2 separate regions of the Sus scrofa genome follow, and region 2 is linked to region 1. The links are chromatin contacts, called in public Hi-C maps. All regions are on one chromosome and are shown on one strand. The core of a region is the stretch at or near the end of the contact, and the rest is flanking DNA. Distances in the headings are between cores, read along the strand shown. Region 1 overlaps MID1 (E3 ubiquitin-protein ligase Midline-1). Region 2 overlaps MID1 (E3 ubiquitin-protein ligase Midline-1).

Evidence for each region. A called contact is a pair of places that touch in the nucleus more often than the background predicts.
Region 2: a Hi-C map of liver shows a contact between it and region 1, with 6 times the contacts expected there. The contact joins two enhancer-like sites. A contact is called at or near these places in 1 of 5 promoter capture datasets (liver) and 5 of 47 Hi-C or Micro-C datasets (embryonic fibroblasts and liver).

Annotation. Positions count from the first base shown.
Region 1 is chrX:7,509,913-7,514,902 of Sscrofa11.1, reverse strand. The region is part of intron 3 of MID1 (E3 ubiquitin-protein ligase Midline-1); the gene reads left to right. Among named protein-coding and RNA genes, the nearest start is that of MID1, 390 kb to the left of the region's middle. Within about 2 kb of position 2,207, at least 6 of the 83 cell types and tissues checked have an H3K27ac peak or open chromatin away from gene starts, as enhancers often do. A contact at or near this core is called in liver, where this site is marked.
Region 2 is chrX:7,855,219-7,859,923 of Sscrofa11.1, reverse strand. The region is part of intron 1 of MID1 (E3 ubiquitin-protein ligase Midline-1); the gene reads left to right. Among named protein-coding and RNA genes, the nearest start is that of MID1, 48 kb to the left of the region's middle. Within about 2 kb of position 2,878, at least 8 of the 83 cell types and tissues checked have an H3K27ac peak or open chromatin away from gene starts, as enhancers often do. A contact at or near this core is called in liver, where this site is marked.

The DNA of each region.
Region 1 (4,990 bases), core at 958-3,457:
TCCCGTTTAACCACTGAAGAGTCCTCATCTCGTGACCTGAATTTCTTCTGGGTGAAAAAAAAGTATATGTTGACGAATTTTAAAGATCCATTCCAACTCTAAAATTCTTTGAGCCTATAAATTTTTTTTTTTGTCTCTTTTAGGCCACACCCGTGGCATATGGAGGTTCCCAGGCTAGGGGTCAAATCAGAGCTGTAGCTGCCGGCCTACACCACAGCCACAGCAACAACATCAGATCCGAGCAGCACCTGCAGCCTACACCATGGCTCATGGCAACGCTAGATCCTTAACCCACTGAACAAGGCCAGGGATCGAACCCACGTCCTCATGGATATGAGTCACAATGGGAACTCCAATAAATTCGTTTTTTAATTAAAGTATAGTTGACATACAGTATCGTGTTAATTTCAGGTGTACAGCACAGCGATTCAGGGGTATGTGTGTCTGCCCAAAAATTCTGAAAATTTTATTTCGAGGAGAAAATAAAAATTTTTAAACTACTTGAAGCTTTTATTTTATTTTATTTGGTGTGTCTTTTTAGGGCCGCACCCGTGGCACATGGAGGTTCCCAGGCTAGGGGTCGAACCCGCAACCTCATGGATGGATCCTAGTCAGATTCGTTAACCACTGAGCCATGACGGGAACTCCGAGAAGATAAAAATGTTAATTGCACAGAAACTGACAGTGATATATGGAGACTGGTCCAAAGAATTACTCTCCAGTAATACAAAGTATGTTTTATTCCCCCCCCCCCGGGTAATAAGGTAAATCTTGGGTAATTCAAATTCGAATAAGCCAAATAACAGGATGTGAGGGAGCAGATGGCTTATTTTCTTCAACTAAACTGGACTGGTCTGATGTCACGGCCCAAATACAAAGCTGAAGTGCCCCTGGTAACACATGAGCAGCAGCCCATTTCCCAGGGGAGGCCAGCACTGTTGCCTCTCGTAGACATCACCTACTCAGTGATTCCTTAGACCCGGGGTTCTCAAGTCGAGCATGGGACAGAATCACGCGCAGGCTTGGCACAACACGGATTGTTGGGACCCAGCCTCAGAATTCCGATTCAGAAGGACTGAGAGGGAGCCTGAGTCTCTGCCCTATTTCTCTCCATCTCTCCCTTCCCTGTGCTGCTGCTGGGGTGCCGGGGGACCACACTTTGAGAACCACGGCTTTACATAGCATGACGATGCTCTCGAGTCTTCGAAGAAGCTGCAGAGTCCCCTCTGCTTTAGCGGAGTGCAGACACATTTTCCCTTCCTGTGGATCTCCACGTGGCTCTGATGAGCTCATTCCTCATAATTCAGAAGGCAGAGTTGCAAAAAAAAAAAAAAAATGATGAGGGGAAGTTCCTGTTGTGGCGCAGCAGAAAGGAATCTGACTAGTATCCATGAGGATGCGGGTTCGATCCTGGCCTCGCCCAGTGGGTTAAGCATCCGGCGTTGCTGTGAGCTGTAGTGTAAGTCACAGATGCGGCTTGGATCCTGTGTTGCTGTGGCTGTGATGTAGGCTGGCAGCTGTAGCTCCAATTCCACCCCTAGCCTGGGAACCTCCTTATGCCATGGGTGTGGCCCTAAAAAAAAAAAAAAAAAAAAAAAGACGATGAAATACACACAGTGAAGCTTTGTTCGGCCACGTGACAGAGACATGACATAAATGGAGGTTTGATGGCAGACCTAGTTCTTTGTCTCAGCTTTTCCGAGGATTCCAGTGGGATCAGGAGAGTAGAGCTGGGAGTTGCCATCGTGGCTCAGTGGATTAAGAACCCGACTAGTATCCATGAGGACGAGGGTTCGATCCCTGACCTGGCTCAGTGGGTTAAGGATCTGGCGTTGCTCTGAGCTGTGGTGTAGATCGCAGATGCGGCTCAGATCCGACGTTGCTGTGAAGGTGGCGTAGGTCAGCAGGTACAGCTGCAATTTGACTCCTGGCCCAGGAACTTCCACATACTGCCGGTAGACAGAAAGAGAGAGAAGTTGGAAGGAAGGAAGTCCTGGAGTTCCCTGGTGGCTCAGTGGGTTAAGGCTCTGGCATTGTCACTGCTGTGGCATGGGTTCAACCCCTGGCCCAGGAACTTCTGCCTGCCTTGAGCCGGAAAAAAAAAAAAAAAAATCTGGCAACATTTGCTAATTGTATCCCTTCCCAGTCCCACTATGTCATGTGCTCCAGACACAGAAGAGGAATCCAGCCATTGCCCACTGGTGCCTGTGCAGCCGCAGGTTTCAGAAAGAGTTGAGTCGGCAGTTCCTGGCTCCCTGAGCCACACCGACCACAGTTCGGCCACCAAAAATGTGGGTCAGCGAGTTGCCAGAATGCCAAAGCCCAGTGGTTATAAGGACCAGAAGGCTGACGTTGGAAACATGTGATGCCGCCACGGTGCTTCAGATGGGAAATGAGGGCAAAGGTGAAGCTTGCTGTTCTTGGACTTGGTCCTGTGCCACCTCTTTCAACAGCCAGCGGCTGCTTCCACGATTTTCTTTTTCCCTCATAAATTCTGCCAGACGGTGGTTTCATTCAAGCAGCCTTGGCTCTTGCATTTTAGTCAAATGTATCTTTATTATTCTGCTCTTTTCTCAGAGGAGAAAACTAAACTAAACTTTCTATTGTGGACTGAATACCTAAGATAACTGACCTTTGATCCGAGCTGGAGTCATAAAACCTACAGTGTCAAAAATGCCTCCTTTTCTGGCTCGATCTTGTCACAAATCACAAGTAAATACGTTTATTTAAATGTTCCCTCCTTTTCCCTCATGGGAAATTAGATTATTAGCGTCTTAAAATAATGAGAGATCTCTATTCATTGTATCCTATGGGGCAAGTCAAAATGATCATTTTGTAAGAAATGACAAATGCAGCTTCGTTAATATCCGGAGTCTGTCTGCTTCCGGTTCTGGCTGAAATCTCTAGGGGGAAATCAAGCTTAGGTAAGGCTAAAAGAAAAAGCTCCAGGAGTTCCCGTTGTTGCTCAGCAGGTTAAGAACCCAACACAGTGTCTGCAAAGATGTGGGTTCCATCCCTGGCCTCACTCAGTGGGTTAATGGTCCAGCGTTGCTGTGTTTGTGGTGTAGCCCTGCAGCTCCAGCTACGATTTGACACCTAGCCTGGGAACTTCCATATGCTGCAGGCGCAACCCTAAAAAGAAAAGAAGAGACAGAGAGAGAAGAAAAATCTCATAACATATAATTTATTGTATAGTACCTTGCTTGTGTATAGATTTATCCACAATCAGATTCTTAAAAACACATAGTGGATTTTTTTTTTTTACACTTCTACCCTGTTCTGTTAAGAATTAAGGAGGCTCTGAGTTCCCCAGTGGCTCGGCGGGTTAAGGATCTGACTTTGTCACTGCCATGGCGCAGGTTTGATCCCTGGCCCCAGGGACTTTTGCACTCCATGGGCATAGCCTAAAAAATCAAAGAATTAAAGAGGATAAATTCTAGAAATATAGAACATATGACGAATCACTATGAAATAGGGCAAGAAAGACTCCTCTGCCAAGTCCATCAACTGTATCATTTTTTGGTGTAGTACCTTCTTTTTCTAAGGGTATTGACCCTAAGCCTGGCATATGGTTATGTCCTTTCATGTAAAAAGATTTTTAAAATTCACTTTTAATATTGAAAATTTAACATGGCAATATATCCTAAAAGTAATTTTTAAAAAATCAGTTCCATGCAGCTTTATCCTTATGAAATAGACTTCATGTATTATTTTTACTTCCAATCTTCATGGATGCTTATTCTCTCCTCAAAATCAAATCTCTCCTAAGTAGAGTCTTTGATGGGAAGGCACCTGCGGAAGGTGGGAGAGATGCGATCCGGACCTCTGGGTACAGCAAATGAGAGCTTTTTCTTAGCCACGCCTTCAGCATGCAGAAGTTCCCAGGCCAGGGGTCGAACCCGCGCCACAGCATCAACCAGAGACAACACCAGGTCCTGAACCCGCTGAGCCATCAGGGAACTAACAGATGATAGCTTTTTTTTTTTTTTTGTCTTTTTGCCATTTCTTGGGCCACTCCCGCGGCACATGGAGGTTCCCAGGCTAGGGGTTGAATCGGAGCTGTAGCCGCCGGCCCACGCCAGAGCCACAGCCACGCAGGATCCGAGCCACATCTGCAACCTACACCACAGCTCACGGCAACGCAGATCCTTAACCCACTGAGCAAGGCCAGGGATCGAACCTGCAACCTCATGGTTCCTAGTTGGGTTTGTTAACCACTGCGCCACCAAGGAACTCCCAACAGATGATCGCTTTGGTGCCTGATTTTATTGGTTGGGCTTCCTTACGGCCCTGAGGTGGACTCATTTGGATTCCTGGATATGGAGGGCTGGCACCCTCCGTGTCACAGTGACATCGTCCCTGGCAGGACAAAGAGTGCTGCTTTTTGGTGTAGTGAGATGATGTGATTTACCCAGTCTGCAGGGAAGTGCGCCTTGGATCGCTTACACAATATTAGAGATTTCAAGTTCACAGCCATTGCCTCATAGCCATGAGGCTATAACCAGAGAGCAACTCCTGCGCAGAAAATCAAGTCGTCGTGTCCCCCCCGCCCCCGTCAAATGGTTTCATCTGACATCGCCAACAAAGCCTCCTGAGAGGCACACAAATGCCACCCATCCCCCGCCCCTTTGAAAAGTTGAAACTGTTTTTTCCACAGAAGACCACACTTAACGAGTTAAAAAAAAAAGGGAATCCTATGATTAAAACTCCAAAGTCAACTAAGGTACCTAAGAAAAACAGTCCAACCACAGAGTGGACCAGATGGCAAGAAGGATAATCTCCTCTACTTATTTGATTTGTTTTCCTGTCTTCCTGCAAAGCAATAAGTACTCAAGAATCTGTTTGAAAGTATGTCCCAGCTCAAATGACACCCCATTCATAAGGCATTTGGGGTTTTTTCCCAGCTTGAAATAAGCTTGCCATCATCCTCTGAAGTACAGAGCACCCAGGCCTCTTTATTGAATTATTACATTTGACTGCATGTTCTCAT
Region 2 (4,705 bases), core at 1,629-4,128, 340 kb before region 1:
GTCCGAATAATATTTATCTTCAGGTGAGTCTGCTATGGTGCCGGCCATTCTAACCACGGAGAAGTGACTGCTAGAATGAAAATGTGCTAGTACTCCTTGCGAAGCATCCTAAAAATATATTTTCTCATATCAAGTGAACTAGAAACAATTGATTGCATATTACACTAGCGGTTAAATGCTTAGAAGAAATCCCATTTCTGGGAACTTCCTTTGATTTTGTGTTGTATATTCATATATGCTTTGTGAACACTTGATAAGTTAGATGAGAATTGTATGGTGGAAAACGGTTAAAATTGAGAATGTTCTTTTTAACTTAAAGATTTCTTGAAAATTGTGTGTGTGTGTGTGTGTGTGTGTGTGTCTTTTATTTTAACAGGGAACAGCTCATTCTGGCCCCCAACCTACCATGGGAAAACACTGGTAAACCATCACTTTAAACTATTAACTCCAATAGAGTCCATTTCTTTAACGTCACATCACTAAGCAAAACAAACTTCACAAAACAAACTTCAAAAGTGCGCTTAGGACATTCGTTAAGGACAAGTGAATATTTATTTAATTGGCGGGTCATTTTTATTAAAGAGATATCGTGTCCTCGTCAAAGAATGACTTTCTGTATTTTTTTCATTGTTCTCTCTTCTCTCTCACTCTCTCCCCTCCTCTGTTACTTCTCCTTCCTCCCATCCTTCTCTCCTCGTTATTCCCCCTTCCCTTGCTTTTGACAAAGTATTGAGCACCTACTATGTGCGAGATATTGTGCTAGACACGAAACAGAGAAGGTCTATTTGGACACTACTCCTGAGGCCCCCAGAGCACCAGGCTTTAGGATATGTGAGCAAAAGAGAGCTGATGACATTTATCCTCCAAAAGTGAGGGAGGAAGGGTGGCCAGAGGAGGAGAATATTCTGGCCGGAAAGGAGTCAAGATCTGAGTAAAGGAAGCTGAGGGATAGGCACTTCCACTCCGGATTTAGGAGTGGCAGGAATGCTTGGTGTGGAGAAGGCCAGCCCGGGGTTAGTATTATTTAAAGGACCGTTAAGTCTGGCCTCTAATTTAGAAGGGGTGTGGGGGTGGGGGATAGCAGGTGGTGAACCAAAAGCATTTACTGTCATCTGAAAAATAAGCTGAAGCAATAACTCCATGGTGGGTGGGGAGGCAAGAACCTTCTCTTTTTTGAGCTGAAAATAAGCCTCCTCAGCCTGGACCTGCTTTCTTACATTCTACTTCCTCCTTTCCTAGAAAATGAGGTGAAATACTTTATAGCAGCCACCAAAAAGCACGGACTATATCTAACACGTGTCTGTGAGCTTATTATGCTATAAAAGCGTTCCTTGGCTATTTCCTATGTACACCTGTTCTCTCCCTCAGAATCGTTTGTGTTTTTGGCATCTCACCTAGCCTACATTTTGCTTCTCAGAGAAAACATTGAGTGGCTGAGGCTGAATGAGTTCTTATCTCTACCCCATGCAATCAAGGCCAACTAGGTCTCTAGGCCGTCTTGATGCTACCTGCTGAGAGACTTTTCTGGATTTCGTGATTTGCTCCTGGCTATTTCCACTTTCTCTGAGAATGAGGCCTCAGAACAGACATCATACCGAAAAGCATCTTAAAAGCCCCCTTTGCTTTGAGAACCATGAAAGCAGGTACCGTATCTTTTATCCATCTTTTCTTCTTGGTACCTCACACAATGTCAGCCACAGACCTAACGTGGAGAGGCATGGATGGAGATCATTAGGAAGGAGAAATGAAGCCCACGGCACCCTCTCAAGTGGTTGCAAAACTATTCTTGCAGTGAAGAAACACTTTGTTTTTTTTCTCGTTGGTTTTTCCCAGAGCATCTACCTAAACCTGTCTAAAGGGATGGTTGGGAGGATGGCCTGGTGGGGGGTGGTGAACGGATCCCAGGAAGGGATGATAGCTGAGTGGATGGGTTGTGGATGAATGAAATTTTGTCTATCAGTTCCTTCTGACCATTGAGACAATTCAGCATCTTTATCTGATGACTTAGGGCAACTCTATCACCTATTTCTGAGTTTCATCCAGTTAAAGCTTGAAATCACCAGAACTTTTATTCATTTGATTCTGCCGCCTTGTGGATTAATCTGCTGCAGGTTTTGACAACCAAACAGTGCTATTTCTACTTTTTTGGGTGCGTTCGATGTTGGCTTTTGCAAAGTTATGGAAAATTTTGTATATAACATATATATGGTTTATAAACCTTCATATTTTTCATATTTATATATATTTCCTATACATGTAACTTTGCATATAACATTATATATATGTATATATAGAGAGTTTATAAACCTTCATATTTTTTGGCCTTAAATGTTTTTCTTACCTCCTCGGATAAGGTTACAAAAATTTTTATGGTGGAAAAGTTTACAAAAGGCTAACATGACTTTAAAAATGACAGTTAATGACAGTGGTCTAATTGGGCCATGAAAATGGAGACCCAGCTCTAGAGCCTTTAAATTAAAAAAACTCATGGTGATCCCTTTGTATTGGACTCTACAGCTCTGATAAGGATTTTTTGCAAAGGGCACCCCAATTACATGATTCTTGTCAATTGCATGAATCTACGACCTCTTGAACCAGCAGCTGTGAACTTGACATTACCACACACCCCCACACAAACATTTCCTAATCTTCAGTGTGAGAATTAAAAAAAAAAAAATTTTTTTTTTTAAACAGCTTTGGAGGGAAGAATCAGAACCGAAGTCCTTTTGAGTAAGAAAATGCCTAACAAAAAGACTTCAGAAATTGCCACTGGGGGGCGATGGAAGTTCAGAAACTGCCCTGCTACGTCCCTGAGGCAACCGAGCACTTCAGCTGGTTTATTTATTCAAAGCTGGAATTTGGACTAGCAAACCACCAAGCTCAGGGAAATTCCTGGATAAGGAACACAGTCCTGGGAAAAACCTACCAGAGATGGAATTAGCACCTTGGCGGACTGCCTTTCACACAAAGAGCTTTCCTTCCTAAAGAGCGACTTCAGTTCCCATCAGTCTGAAACGGAGGACGCCAAGTTAAACTGCATCGAAATGAGACAACAAAGGAGGCTGCCTGTTTAGCATTACCTGCAAACACGTGCAAGCGCGCAGTTCAAACGACACCGAGGCATCTCACAGCCACTCGGAACTGAGTTTTGGCTGGAGTGGGTGGGCCTCAGTCAGGAACTTTCCCGGGGGAGGGAGGAGGGAGGTTGTAGAGTTTATCACAGGAAATTCTGAGTCATAGCTAATGCTGTAGGTGACAGTTAAAGAATCCAGTAAGGCAGAAGTTAGGCAGGTTTAGAAAGGTATCTTCTGGAAAACAAAGGAGAAAAAAAAATGGCTTCCCGCAAAGGATAATTTTGCAGCCATTTGGTTATGACTCTGCAACTCTGGGTTTTTAAATTTTTTATTTTTCACTTTTTTGCTTTTGAGGACCGCACCCGCAGCATATGGAGGTTCCCAGGCTAGGGGTCAAATGGGAGCTGTAGCCGCTGGCCTGCACCAGAGCCACAGCAATGCAGGATCCAAGCCACGTCTGTGACCTACACCACAGCTCACAGCAATGCCAGATCCTTAACCCACTGAGCAAGGCCAGGGATCCAACCCGAAACCTCATGGATCCCAGTTGGATTCATTTCCACTGTACCACAACGGAAACTCCCGAAGCTCTGGGTTTTATTTCTCCTTCCTGATTCCCTCTGTGGTGCTAGGGACCACCGGTAGGATTGGGGTCCAACCCTGGCATCACATTCTGGCCAGCCCACTCCGTCAAGCATTATCAATGGTGGGGGTCCAGCCACTAATCCTACTTGGTTTTTTCTTTCCTGAGATTAATTCCATCAGTGTCATCAGCGCAAGGATTTTTGTCCTGATACCCCTGCAAGAAGGGCAAAAGAGCAGGGAGAAATGGAGCTGAAGAAATCAAGTCCAGAATGCAGTTTTTGTCCCTAAGAGATGGCATAACTATATCCAAGACGTTGTGTTGCATCTCACGTCCCATAGGTTCTCCATTTCTAAAGCCCTTGAACCTGGCAGAGACATGGCCTGGGAGCTCTAAGGTTGCAGCCAGGATGAGGACTGGCTCAGTGCCCTGTGAGGACATTAATAATGAGGATGTTTTGGGTTTTGAGTGAGAAGCCCAACTTGAATTAGTTAAGTAGCCAAAAGGAATTTATTGGTTCAAATCCCTAGGAAGTCCAGGAGTGGGTGAAGCTCAGGAAGGGCTGGATCTGGGGGCTCTGCCTCCCTTTCTCAGCCTGGTGTCCGTGTGACAACCTCTGTCACCACTTCTTTTTTTTTTTTTTTTTTGGCCATGCCCATGGCCTGTAGAAGTTCTGGGGCCAAGGATCGAACCTGTACCATAGCAGCAACTGGAATCATAGCAGTGACACCGTGGGATCCTTAACCCACTGAGCCACCAGGGAACTCCTCTCCCAACTCCTTGAACATCCTGGGTCATCAGCTCCTATTGAGTCACATACTTTCTTTGTGATCATTTACTAAGTCTAGGAGTAGAAGAGGGTAATGTGATTTGTGCGGGCCTGGACTGTTGCATTTGATGGCACACCTTGGACCACATGAAATGGAAGAGATACTGGACGGAAGACTAAAGCAGCCGGAATCTACGTGCAGATAATGGTCAGGAAGAGCACTAAGCCCCAAGCCTTACGAGATCTGTTAGCCAGCACAAATTAATCCCAATTGTAGTG